Linked DNA regions of Sus scrofa: region 2 is linked to region 1. A link is a contact called in public HiChIP or PLAC-seq data. All regions are on one chromosome and are shown on one strand. The core of a region is the stretch at or near the end of the contact, and the rest is flanking DNA. Distances in the headings are between cores, read along the strand shown.

Region 1 (6,117 bases), core at 2,439-4,938:
TTCTTCTTTGAGCTTTCTATAAACAGCATTCCTTTCACAAACCTTGGTGGTTCACACTGGTGACATAGTATGGCCCACTTAGGCAAGTAAGGGCCATTGAGGAGCTTGCACATGGCCTATCTCTCATGGGATATCAGTGCTTGTGTTTATTCTCCTCTTATTGCACCATATTCTTTTCCCTTGAAATAAAAGCTTAAGTAAAAATACTCTGTGGGAGCTGGTGAATCATTTCAAATAACCTTTCTGGGGAAATCTTTGTAATAACATGTATATATAGTATAATAGCATGCAGCTGTATAAAAGAATGTGAAAGATATCTGTGGACTGATACAGAAAGACACAGGTTATTTTGTTAAATGCAAATGCAAGGTGCAGAATTGCATATTTATTGTAGTATTTTTTAATGTCGGAAGGAGGAGGAATAGAAAGATATATATGTATGTACATATAGTTGTCTTTGCTTGATTTGCATAAGGGAATATTGAAAGATTAGGCCAAAAAAACCTATTAAAAATTATTAACTATGGAAGTAGTGGAAGCAAGATATAAGTTTCACACTGTTTTGAATTTTGAAACTTATGAATGTATTACCCATTCAAAAAATTTAAATCTTCAAAGTAAATGAATTAAAAAAAAGAGAAAATTTGGTCATGTGGCCCAAGGGGGATAATAAAATATTATAGAGGTTTGTAATAAGGATCAAAAAGTTAAGATGGAGGAGTTCCCATTGTGGCTCAGTGGTAACATCTCCGACTAGTATCAGTGAGGATGCGGGTTCGATCCCTGGCCTCACTCACTGGGTTAAAAATCTGCTGTTGCCCTGAGCTGTTGTGTAGTTTCCAGATGCGGTTTGGATCCAATGTTGCTATAGCTGTGGCTTACGCCAGCAGCTGTAGTTCCAATTTGACCCCTAGCCTGGGAACTTATATATGCTGTGAGTGCAGCCCAATTTCACTTGGGTAACATCGAAAAGGCTTGGATTATTGCTTAGTTTAGGATTTCTGAAGAGCAGCACTGATCACAATTTGGATTATTTCTTTGTTGTAGGGGCTGTACAGTGCATTGGAGGATGTTTAGTAGATACTGGTAGGACCATACATGCAACATTGTGACAATCAAAAATGTCTTCAGGAGTTCCTGAGCTGGGGCAGCAGAAACAATCCAACTGGTATCCATGGGACCCGAGTTCAATCCCTGACATCGCTCAGAGGGTTATGGATCCAGCATGGCTGTGAGCTGTGGTGTAGTTTACAGACATGGCTCATATCCCGTGTGGCTGTGGCTGTGGCTGCGGCATAGGCTAGTAGCTACAGCTCTGATTCGACCCCTAGCCTGGGAACTTCCATATGTCTTGGGTATGGCCCTAAAATACAAAAAAAAAAAAAAAAAAAAAAAAAAGGGAAAAAAAAGTTTCTAAACTTTCCCAAGTGTCTAGGGAGGGGGGAATCTAAAAGTGCTCCCAGTTGAGAATCACTGTTTTAGCTGATCTCAATAATAAGTGTATTTTCTAAGCAACTCATGGAAATTTTTTTCTTTTTAATTTTCTAGTGACTGTTTTCCTGGCAGATGATCTGTGTCCTAGAACCCCTCTTTCACTGAGATGTCAAATATTTCATATGATAGTCTCTCCCAATCTTTTTAAAGTTATTAACCTTAATATGACTCAGCCAATATGTTATTTCGCAGCCTCTTTTGAGTGACATTAGTGATTCGTCAGGTATAATGATTTATATTTTCCCTTTAAAAGATATTTAAATTGCTCAACCATTTGATGTGATTTTATTACTCTGAAACTTTTTTTGTGGTAGCCAATCTCTTTTTCTTTAATGTTATTAGAGAAATGGAATTAAATAATTGGGCCCATGAATACACTTTGCAGTAGAGGTTTTAATTTAAATTTAAAGAGAGGGACAACTTTAATAAGAATTTGAAGTAATTCTGTTACTTTCCTTTCCTCTTTGTTTTTTAACCTTGGGAGTCTGGAATCCATCAAAATCCTTCAAGAAATTGTCCAGGGAGTGGTAAGGCCAATAATTAATTAGCTCCATATCTGTGGTGATCCCCATCTGACAATGACCTATACCCAGAGGCCCCCACTAGCTCAGTAGCTCACAATTCTGACAGCCTGACCGGTGATAGGTCATGCAGTGGGAAATGGGAAAAGCCTCTCCTCTCTCAGCTCTTCCCAGAATCTTATGAGAGTGATGCATGTGGTCATAATTATTTTTAAATATGATTATTCCATTTCTGAAGAAAGCAAAGCTAATCCGTAATCAAGAGACTGGTCCACAGATTACAGCACAACCATCTGCTCGAGTTTGGTGTCAAGTCTCTCTTTTTTCCTCCCTGTCTTGTTCTGGGGGTCTTTTTGTAAATGTGATTAATTTTAGTCCTGGGAGCAGGAGAAGATCACATATCCCAGGACAAATCACCTTGGTTTACGCTGCCTCTGACCTCAGTTGGAAGGGTTGCCACATTGGAGAGGAGATACAGTTCCAAGCAGAAAAGCCGACTGCACCGTTTTATGGCTGTGATAGAAAAATTCCCTTCCTTCTGAGAAAAGACAGACAGAAAAAAAAGGAAGGAAGGAAGGAAAAAGAAAAAAGAAAGGAAGGAAGGAAGGAGGAAAGAAAGAAAGAAAACAAAAAATTGAAGGAGCCTAAAGACAGGGGAAAAACTCAAATAAATCTTCAGCCAGCAGCAAGATATTTAACCACCTCTCCTCCCTCTTCCCCAGCACCTCCTCCTCCTGAGCACTTAAACCCCATCCCCAATTTACTGTAGTGCGTGCCTGCAGACTCGGAATTGGGCTCCCAGGACACCGAACTCTCCCAGGAGCATCTGGTAAATAGCAAACAGATGCCCTGGATGCCAAAGAGCTCACCGCGAGGTTCTGCAGTTTCGGAGTGGAAAGGCAGGCCACCGGAGTGTCTCATTCTCTTTGCTTGAAATTGGCGGGTTTCGAAAGCAGGATGTCCCCTTTCCCTGGGAAGGGAGGCCTAGAGGTAGACCCTACTCCAGGACTGGAAACCGCATCCAGGTAGTTAGTTGCAGTTAAGAGGCCGCTTTTCGCCCAGTCCCTTCCCGATATAAAGCAGCCCCCCGCCTTCCTTCACCCAGAAACGCAGATGCCAAACTCTCTGGCTCTTTGTCGCCCCCTCTTCCAGCCCCACATCCCAAGTTTGGAAAGGGTCAGGGGTATCCCTGACCTTATTTCCAGCCTCATACTCTCTGCCTGGGCCGCTTGAGTCTCGAGCTTATTCAGGAGGCAAATTTAGGGCCAAAAATTTGGCTCTGGAAATTAGTTCAGACGGCATGGCTGTCCTTCAAAGGGTCATTTCAGAGCACGTCCCCCAAAGTTGTGGTCCATAAGTCCCCACCCCACCCTTTAACGCAGGAATCCTGGCACGGTGACCAGCAGGTGTGCTGGCAGCAGGTCATCACTGCAGTGTCTCTTTTGCCACAACACATGAAACTGCACCGGGGAACCCCACCAAACCCTTGAATTCAAATATCCCCGTCAAAGTTGCCCAAATTAGTTTTGTTCGACTGTCCCCCTCCCCGCGTGCCAACTCTGGAAGCCTCTTCTTCGAGGTATTTTTCTTCGCACCCAAAGGGGCGCGCACTTGGTTGAGCCGGTCCGCCTCTTCCCTAGGTCCTGGCGGGGGCGGGGGTTCGCAGGCAGGGACCTGGATCTTATTAGCTGGGAGGGGAAGCCGTGGTCCCAACCATTCTCCTGTCTCCCAGGCTCCTCAAGGAGGAGGGAGGGACCATACAAGAGAGCAGGGGCGGGAATCCCATCAGTGAGCAGCCAGGCTGGGGGTCTGAGCTGCCGTCGCCTCATCTCTGCCCCAGGTCGCAGCCATGGGACCCCCTTCCAGCTCTGGCTTCTACGTGAGCCGCGCGGGAGCCCTGCTCCTCGCGGGGCTGGCTGCTGCGCTCCTGCTGGCGCTGGCGGTGCTCGCTGCACTGTACGGCCACTGCGCGCGCGTCCTGCCGTCGGAGCTTCACCACAGCGGGGTTCCAGACACTGAGCCCTCCCAGCCTGGCGCGCCGGAGGAGCCGCCGCCAACCCCTAAGCCCGGCCCAACTCAGGAGCTGGAGGTGGCCGCCACCCCGCGCAAGTGGCGACCCCCGGGGCCCTGGGACCAGCTGCGCCTGCCGCCCTGGCTCGTGCCGCTGCACTATGAGCTGGAGCTATGGCCCCTGCTGCGGCCAGACGAGCTCTCCGTGCCGGGGTTGCGCTTCACTGGCCGGGTGAACATCACCGTACGCTGCATGGCAGCCACAGCGAGGTTGCTGCTGCATAGCCTCTTCCTGGACTGTGAAAGCGCCGAGGTGCGAGGTCCCCTGTCCCCAGACACCAAAGACGCCACCGTGGGCCGCGTGCCGGTGGACGAGGTGTGGTTTGCGCTGGATATGCAGTACATGGTGTTGGAGCTCGGCCAGGCCCTGCAGCCCGGTAGCCGCTATGAGCTGCAACTCAGCTTCTCCGGCCCGGTGTACCAGGACACCAGGGAGGGACTCTTCCTCAACCTCTACACGGATCAGGGTAAGCGCAGGTAAGAGCAGGCCGGGCCCAACCTCCTCGGCCCCCGCCCCAAGTCCCCTGCGCAGGCTGCGGGTCCGGCTTCCTAGGTGCGTTTCCTGCTATTCCCCAAACACCTAGCCACCCGCGACGTTTTCTTCTAGCGCAAGATTGTGAGTTTCTTCTTCCTCCCTTTCACTCCAGAAACTGCTCGGAATAAAAGGCTTCAAGGCTGCAGTTCTTTCTCTGGCCCGTTTTCAGCCCATTGCAGCCCATCCAGTTTATTTCTCTCATTGCCCCTATTAAGGTCTCTGCTACACCAGAAGTTCTCTTCATAATTGAGCAAATCCCTTGCTACTCAAAAGTTTGGTCCGCGAACCAGCAATAGCCGTAATACGTGGAAGCTTGTTAGAAATGCAGCTTCCTAGGCGCCCAGCGTGCGTTTTAACGGAGATCCTGGGGGATGCACTGGCATTAAAGTTGCAAAAGCATGGGGCGAGAGCACTCCAGTCGCTCCGCTGTTCCTCCCCAGCGCCCTTTTGCGCTTTTCCTACTCTGTCTCTTTTGACTGGGCGCTCCCTAACTGCTGCTCTTAACAAGGAATAGACCCACGTTGGGGCTGTTTGTTTCATAGTGTTTTTTTTTTTTTTTGCTAAGGTTCTCCAAAACGTCGGAATTTCCTTTTCATTCCTGTCCTCCTGCCCTCTGCCTGAGCCCTGCATGCCGTTTTGCTGGTGAGCAGCCCGCATCCGCGCCCCTCCCTGCTCTTTGAACTGCTTTGTGCCAGAGTTTCAGGATTCCTGCCCTGGGGTGGGGAGGGTGGGGGGGAATAGTAAAAGCGATGACAAGAGACCTCCCCTCTGAGTTTGCAAGCTCAGGAAGGGTACATGTGTTCTTTTTACACTCCTTTGCGATAATGTCTTCCACACGAAATGCTCTTTCCATGCTCTGCGACCATATTACTGACCTCAGGCAAGCGCCAGGGAAATGGTCTTTTTTCAGACTGGTGAGCTCCTGCTTCACTCACACACTAGTGGAGCATTTGCGGTTTACACAACTGCATGTACTCTGCCCTTTATTATTAGAGAAAATGTTCTCAGATGTTCTCTGAGGGAAAGAAATCCACTAAATTACCCCCTAAATATTCTTCTGCACTATTTTCGAAACTTCAGGGTTTCAAATAAGTTTAATAAGCTGCCTAAGTGGATGTGTAATCTGTAGCTTTTGTTTTTAAAGACAAAGTGCTTGATTTTTCTTTCAAAAAAAGGCATCAGTGATTGAGAAATAATTTTGAAAACTTGCGCATGATGATAACGTGTTACTGGACTTTGGGGCTCTGGAAGCCTTTTGAAATAACTGTGTGTTGTTCAGGATGGAAGATTTTTCAGAGGGGAAAAAAAAAAAGGATGCTTTTTGTACACTTGCCTGACAGTGTTTTCTGGCAGTTAGTAAATCTTCATCTCTTCACTCGTCTCTTCCTTCCTCCTATTTCAGTGCAACTAAGGCCAGGACAGGCTGCCCTAACAAACACAGAAAAGGAATGTCCCTTTCCCTTTTTTTGTTGTGCTGCAATTCTAGTGGTAACTAGA
Region 2 (6,117 bases), core at 2,587-5,086, 77 kb after region 1:
AAAATGAAAAGGAAGTCGCATGAATCCCTTTTCCCTCCACACCAGTGGTTTTTGTACACTCTCTGAACCTCTTGCTGTGGTCTTTCTACTCTACCCTGCTGGGGCCTGGCCTCATGCGTGCTCTTAAGCTCTCATGGAGGTGAAACCCTACCCACAATCCCACAGACCCACACCCCGCTCCAACCTACCCCAGATAGGCACGCAGCCAGTGATGTGGTGCCTCCTCTGGCATGTGGCTCCCAAAGTGTGGGACAGAGCAGAGGTTTGTGCCTGGTTCCTTAACCTCTTTTATCCTAGAGACTTACTTTTCTTTTGTGTTGGAATTAGGCTTCACAACCCTCTTATTACTTAAAGTACACTAGGGTTCAAGTGACTTTTTGTGAGTTGATAGGGTACACTATCATTTTATGGTAATATGTGTTCCGAGTTCTAATCCAATAACATAGAAATGGATTTTTGGAATATGACTTATTTATTCATCAGTTGGTATCTGGCTTGTATATAATATTGCAGCAAACATTCCCATCACTGAATGCTTGGCCCAGCTCAATGAAAGAATTTAGCCAATGGATGAACCCACTATATTCTTTTTTTTTTTTTTTTTTTTTTTTTGGTCTTTAGGGCTGGACCCACAGCATATGGAGGTTCCCAGGCTAGGGGCCAAATTGGAGCTGTAGCTGCCAACCTACACCACAGCCACAGCAACGCAAGATCCGGGCTGCCTCTGTGACCTACAGCACAGTTCTCGGCCACACCAGATCCTTAACCCACTGAGCGAGGCCAGGGATCAAACCTACGTCCTCATGGATGCTAGTTAGATTTGTTTCCACTGAGCCATGAGAGGAACTCCGACGATAAATATTCATAAAGGATAACATTTGTAAAGACACAGATATCGTGTACCAGTTTTGAGGTATGGACGTTGCCAGGCTTCTTTTGAGATAAGAAAAAGTCTCACTGTATCTCTCTCCACAAATCTTGTATAATTTCTGACATGCATTCAATAAATCTTATTGAGCATCTACTGTGTGCTTGGGGAATAGAGTGATGAATAAAATAGGCAGAGTTTCTATATCTGATTCTTCAGGTCACGGGGCTTCATCACATTTTCCCAGTCATGGTCTCCTCAGGAACAAACAACATAGGGGCACATGTTTCTGCTCATTCCAGTCATCATCAGTCCTTTGCACAATCATGTCACTACCAAACATGAACTCTGTCTTGTTGGGTCTAATAAGTTTCACTTCACTGACTGATCCTCTCTTTGTGCTTTCAGCTGCAGCAGTTTTGCAGTAACATGTTGGAGGAGCACCAGCGACTCACAGTTCATGCCAAATTGCAGACAATAAAGAACGAAAATCTCAAAAACAAAAAGCGAAGTGCCAGGATAGCTGTGTGGCTACAAAAAAACACATAATTTAGTGGCGACTTTCAGCCTTCCTCTTGCATGTTGTAATGTAGTCACAGTTTTGTCTTCCCATGAGTCTGGAAAACCACACGTTTTGTTATTTGTATTTCAGTCACATTCTTCTCAGCGTTCTGTTCCTCCCGGGTTGTCATGTTTGGCCCTCAGGCTCAGTGATTGCTGAGGATTTTGCCAACAGTGTGTATTTCTGGGGAAGATTTTACTTCATGTTGGGCTGAAACCACATAATTTACTCTAAATGCCTTGTAAAAGCAAATTTACCTTAGAACGTCTTGCTTATTCTGTTGTGAAGGCCAGTGGAATATGACATCATTGGCTAAATGAACACTATTTTCTGAGGGAAATACAGATTTGTAATACTCTAGGGTTTGTTTGGTTCAGTATTCAAAAGAGTAATGAGCAGATGACACAAGAGAGTAGAGAAACAGGAACCAGAGAAATAATATTTACTAGAAGACAGAAAAAGCGAAGAAATGCAAGTCTGAAAAAGAAGACACAATTTTATGAGCCATGTTAAATGCTCCAAAGGCAAGAAATGTGTCTTTTCCTGCTCATTTCTCTCCCCAGTGCCTACTGCATCACACCACTTTTCTGGCTACTGAACTTTATGGTTTCACAAAGAGACCTGGGATCACAGGATCCACGAAGTGCCTTTAGGCTTGCTGTTGTGGAGGCCGGATGGAAAGCAAGGCTCTGCTTGGAGGCTCTTGACTGTGTAATTCACCTGTGGGATGGACACTTTTTCAGCCAAAGTTTAGAAGCAGATACAGTGATGTCAACAGACCATAGCAATTATGGGCTAATCTCCAGCACAAAGGGAAATGGTCAAATAAAGAGAAATGGGACTAAAAGATTAACCAGACAATAATCTTTCCAGCTTTACACTCAGGGGATTCTGTTTGAAATGTGGCTTCATTTGACCAAATTGAATCTGTGTGTCGTTTGGTCAACTTTAAACATTTTCATCAGTCAGAATATATGGAAGCAGCTTAGTTTTGTCACACCTGATGTAATCAGGACTGCTAAGGCAAATCATCTTACTCTAGACTTTGTGTGTATACCATTTAATTCTTGTTTTAATTTTGATTTTGTTTTTTAATTTTGAATTTGAATAGAATGGGGTAAAAGTACAGATCTCCTATCTACCTCAAAGTGATGTTATAAAGATTAAAGAATATGTCAATTAAAAGCCTTTAAATATGCTATATAGACTGAAGATAGTGTGATCTAAGGTGTTTTTTTTTTTTCCAATTTCTTGTGTAAGTTAATGCAGCCTCAAATTGAAATGCAAGACAAAGGTTCACTTTCTTATTCACTTCACAAGAAGATACTCCCGGAGTGGGAACAGGAGGCTATAGGACTTGGCCATGAGGACAAACCGAAGTACACTCTGCACAGACTTGACCATACATCATAGGTCAGAGAGTTTTTTCTTTAAATTTAGCAACTTAAAAGTTAAGCCATAAAATTGTTACACGTGTAACATCTTCCTAAATTTTCTTAAATATCAGCTTCATATTTCCTCTATTTTCTCCAATCTTATCTTTCAATAATCCTGTCATGTATCATCTCACTGCTTTCTCCTCCTCTTTTTCTCTCTTCCAACTATGAGTTTTGTGTCTTTGTTTTTGAAGTATAGTTGACCTACATACAATATGATGTGAGTTCCTGGTACACGGTATAGTGATTCATGATTTATATACATTTCAAAATGATAAGCATGATAGGTCGAGTTGTAATTTGTCACCATACAAAGCTATTCAGAACTATTGACTGTATTCCCCATACTGTACATTTCATACTTGTGGCCTTTATTTTGTAGCTGGAAGTTTGCACTTCTTAATCTCCCTCACCCACTATTCTCTTCCCCATAACCCCCTTCCCTCTGGCAACCACTTGTTTATTCTCTGTATCTATGACTGTGTTTCTATTTTGTTATGTTTGTTCATTTGTCTTATTTTTTGGATTCCACATATAAGTGAACTCATACATTATTTGTCTTTCTGTGACTGATTTCACTTAGCATAATACCCTCTAGGTCCATCTATCTTGTTGCAAAATGCAAAATTTAATTTTTTGTGGCTAGTATTCATTGTATTTGTATACACCACATATTTTTTATCTAATCATCCAATAATGGGCACTTAGGTGGCTTCCATATCTTGGCCATTGTAAATAATGCTGCAATAAACATAGGGATGCATATGTCTTTTCTAATTAGTGTTTTTATTTTCTTTGGATAAATACTCAAGAGTGGAATTACTCAACCATATGGTAGTTCTATTTTTAATTTTTTGAGTACTCTCCATCAAATTAAATATATTATGACACTTCCTTCTGGTCTGCAGAGTAACTGCTGAAAAGTCAGCTGATAGCCTTATGGGAGTTCCCTTGCTTGTAATGTGTTGCTTTTCTCTTGCTGCTTTTAATATTCTTTCTTTTTCTTTTCTTTTCTCTTTTTCTTTTTTTGGCTGTGTGCACAGTATGAGGAAGTTACTGGGCCACAACAGTGACAAGGCCAGATCCTTAACCCACTGTATCACCGGGGAACGCCTGCTATTATTTCTTTAGCTTTAATTTTTGTCTTTTTAATTACGGTGTGTCTTGGTGTGGTCCTCTTTGGGTTGACCTATTTGGAACCCCTTGTGCTTCCTGGACCTGTATATCTGTTTCCTTCTTTTAGCTGTTATATTTTCACATGTGTCCACTTCTCCTTTCTCTCTCTCTCTCCTTCTGGGACCCCTATAATGTGAATGTTGGTATGCTTGATGTTGTCCCAAAGATCTCTTAAACTGTCCTCATTTTTTAAAATGATTTTTTCTTTTGTTCTCTTCAGCTTGAGTGACTTCCACTACTCTGTGTTTGCTGAACCATTCCTTTGTACATCTAATCTATTGTTGATTCTTCCTAGTATTTTTTTTATTTCAGTTATTGTATTCCTCAGCTGTTTGCTTCTTCTCTACATTTTCTAACTCTTTGTTAAACTCCTCATTGTGTTCATCCATTCTTCTCCTGAGTGTTTGAGTATCATTATGATTATTACTTTCAACTCTTTGTCAGTTACATTGTGTATCTCCACTTCTTTTAGTTCTTCCTCTGGGGTTTTATCTTTTTCCTTCATTTGGAACATATTCCAAATACGAAGGCTCAGAAAACAGCCTAATTCAATGTTTTTATTTTTATGTATTTGGAATGTTGGTTATGTTTCCTGATCTTGAAGAAGTGGCTTTATGCAGTATATATCCTATGGGCCCCAGAAGCTCATTCACCTCTGGTCACCAGGGCTATATGCTCTAGATGCTCTCTATGTGGGCTGCCTGATCCTTCTGTTGTGGCAGGCTGACTACCCAGGCTGCAGTGGTAAGCATGGCTGGCCCCCAGTCTGGTTGGTTGTCAGGCCCTGCCTTGTATGGGGGTTTCTGGCCCTGGTGGGTTGGGGCTGGGTCTTGACATGGCTGGCTACATGGCCAGGGGAGTCCCAGTGTTGGTGACTGCTCACTGGTGGGCAAGGCTGGGCCATAAGGCTGCTAGCTTCCAAGCCCAGGGGGATCCTAGAGCTAGTACTGACCCACTGGTGGGTGGGTCCAGATCTCAGGGTGGCTGGCTGCTAAGTCAGTGTTCCTGGAGCCTGTTCAGCCTGCTGGTGGGTGGGGCTGTGGTTGCAGGGTCTGGGGTGTCCCAGAACTGGTGTCATTATGCTGTCAGGCAAGTCTGGGGCCCAAAATATCATGGAACGGTGCTAGCCTGCTGGTGGATAGGCCAGGTCTTGACACAGCTGGCTGTGGGACCTCAGTGGTCCCAGGGCTTGTGTCTGCCCATTTGTGTGCACGGCTGTGGGCAGAAGGTCCCTAGGCTGGTTTCTGCCCTTTGGTGGTTGAGGCCAGATCCCAGGGCTAATGCTGGCCCAATGGTAGGCAGATCCAGTCCTGGGGTCTCTAGCTGTGGGGCCCCAGGAGTCCTAAAGTTGGTATTTGCTCACAGGTGGGAGGGACTAAGGCCCCTCTGATGGGTGCATTTGTCACAAGAGTCCCAGGGGCTGGTGCCAGCCATCTGATGGGTGGGGCTGTGTCCGGCATGGCCAAGGTTCAGAAGAGCCTTCAGCAGGCTGCCTGCTAATGGGTGGGGCTGTGTCCCTCCCCAGCTAGGTGCTTGGCCTGGGGCATTCCAGGTCTGGTGCTGGCTGGCTGGTGGGTGGGGCCAGGTCCCCGCCCTGAAGGGAGGATTCTGAAATGTCGTTTTTACCACCACCAGTGTCCTCGTGGTTGGATGAGCTCCCACAAATGGCTCCTTCAGCTTCTGTGTCTCCTGGGTGAGTCCCAATCTCCCCCTGCCTCTCCAAGAGGCTCTCCAAGATCAGCAAGTGGTCTGACACGGTTACGTTTCAAATGACTGTTTCTGCCATGGGTCCCAGGGAGTGAGATTTTGTGTGGGCCCTTTAAGAGGGGAAACTATTCCTCTTCCGGCTCTCCCTAAAAGTAAGTGCCACTGGCCTTCAAAGCCAAATGTCACAGGGGGTTGCCTTCCCAGTGCAGGACTCTGTGGCTGGGAAGGCCACTGTGGGGCTTAGACCCCTCACTACTTGGAGAGAACTTCTCCAGTTGTGTCTCACCTTTGTGGGACACCAATGGCGGGGGGTGGAGGTTGGGCTCTGGGAAGCTGGTGCTGGTTTTGCTCAGGGGACAAATTGGGCT

The links. HiChIP or PLAC-seq counts read pairs in DNA pulled down with a chosen protein or histone mark.
Region 2: an H3K27ac HiChIP or PLAC-seq map of alveolar macrophages shows a contact between it and region 1. The contact joins the promoter of ARL14EPL here to the promoter of LVRN in region 1. A contact is called at or near these places in 1 of 47 Hi-C or Micro-C datasets (embryonic fibroblasts) and 2 of 2 datasets of contacts at active chromatin or transcription factors (alveolar macrophages and skeletal muscle).

What each region holds. Positions count from the first base shown.
Region 1 is chr2:120,113,896-120,120,012 of Sscrofa11.1, forward strand. LVRN (aminopeptidase Q) reads left to right here and starts at 3,689. Exons shown (of 19, transcript XM_013995045.2): 1 at 3,689-4,562. The coding sequence starts at 3,865.
Region 2 is chr2:120,191,087-120,197,203 of Sscrofa11.1, forward strand. ARL14EPL (ARL14 effector protein-like) reads left to right here and starts at 3,837. Exons shown (of 4, transcript XM_013995047.2): 1 at 3,837-5,735. LVRN (aminopeptidase Q) reads left to right here. Exons shown (of 19, transcript XM_013995045.2): 19 at 1,277-2,642. The coding sequence ends at 1,349.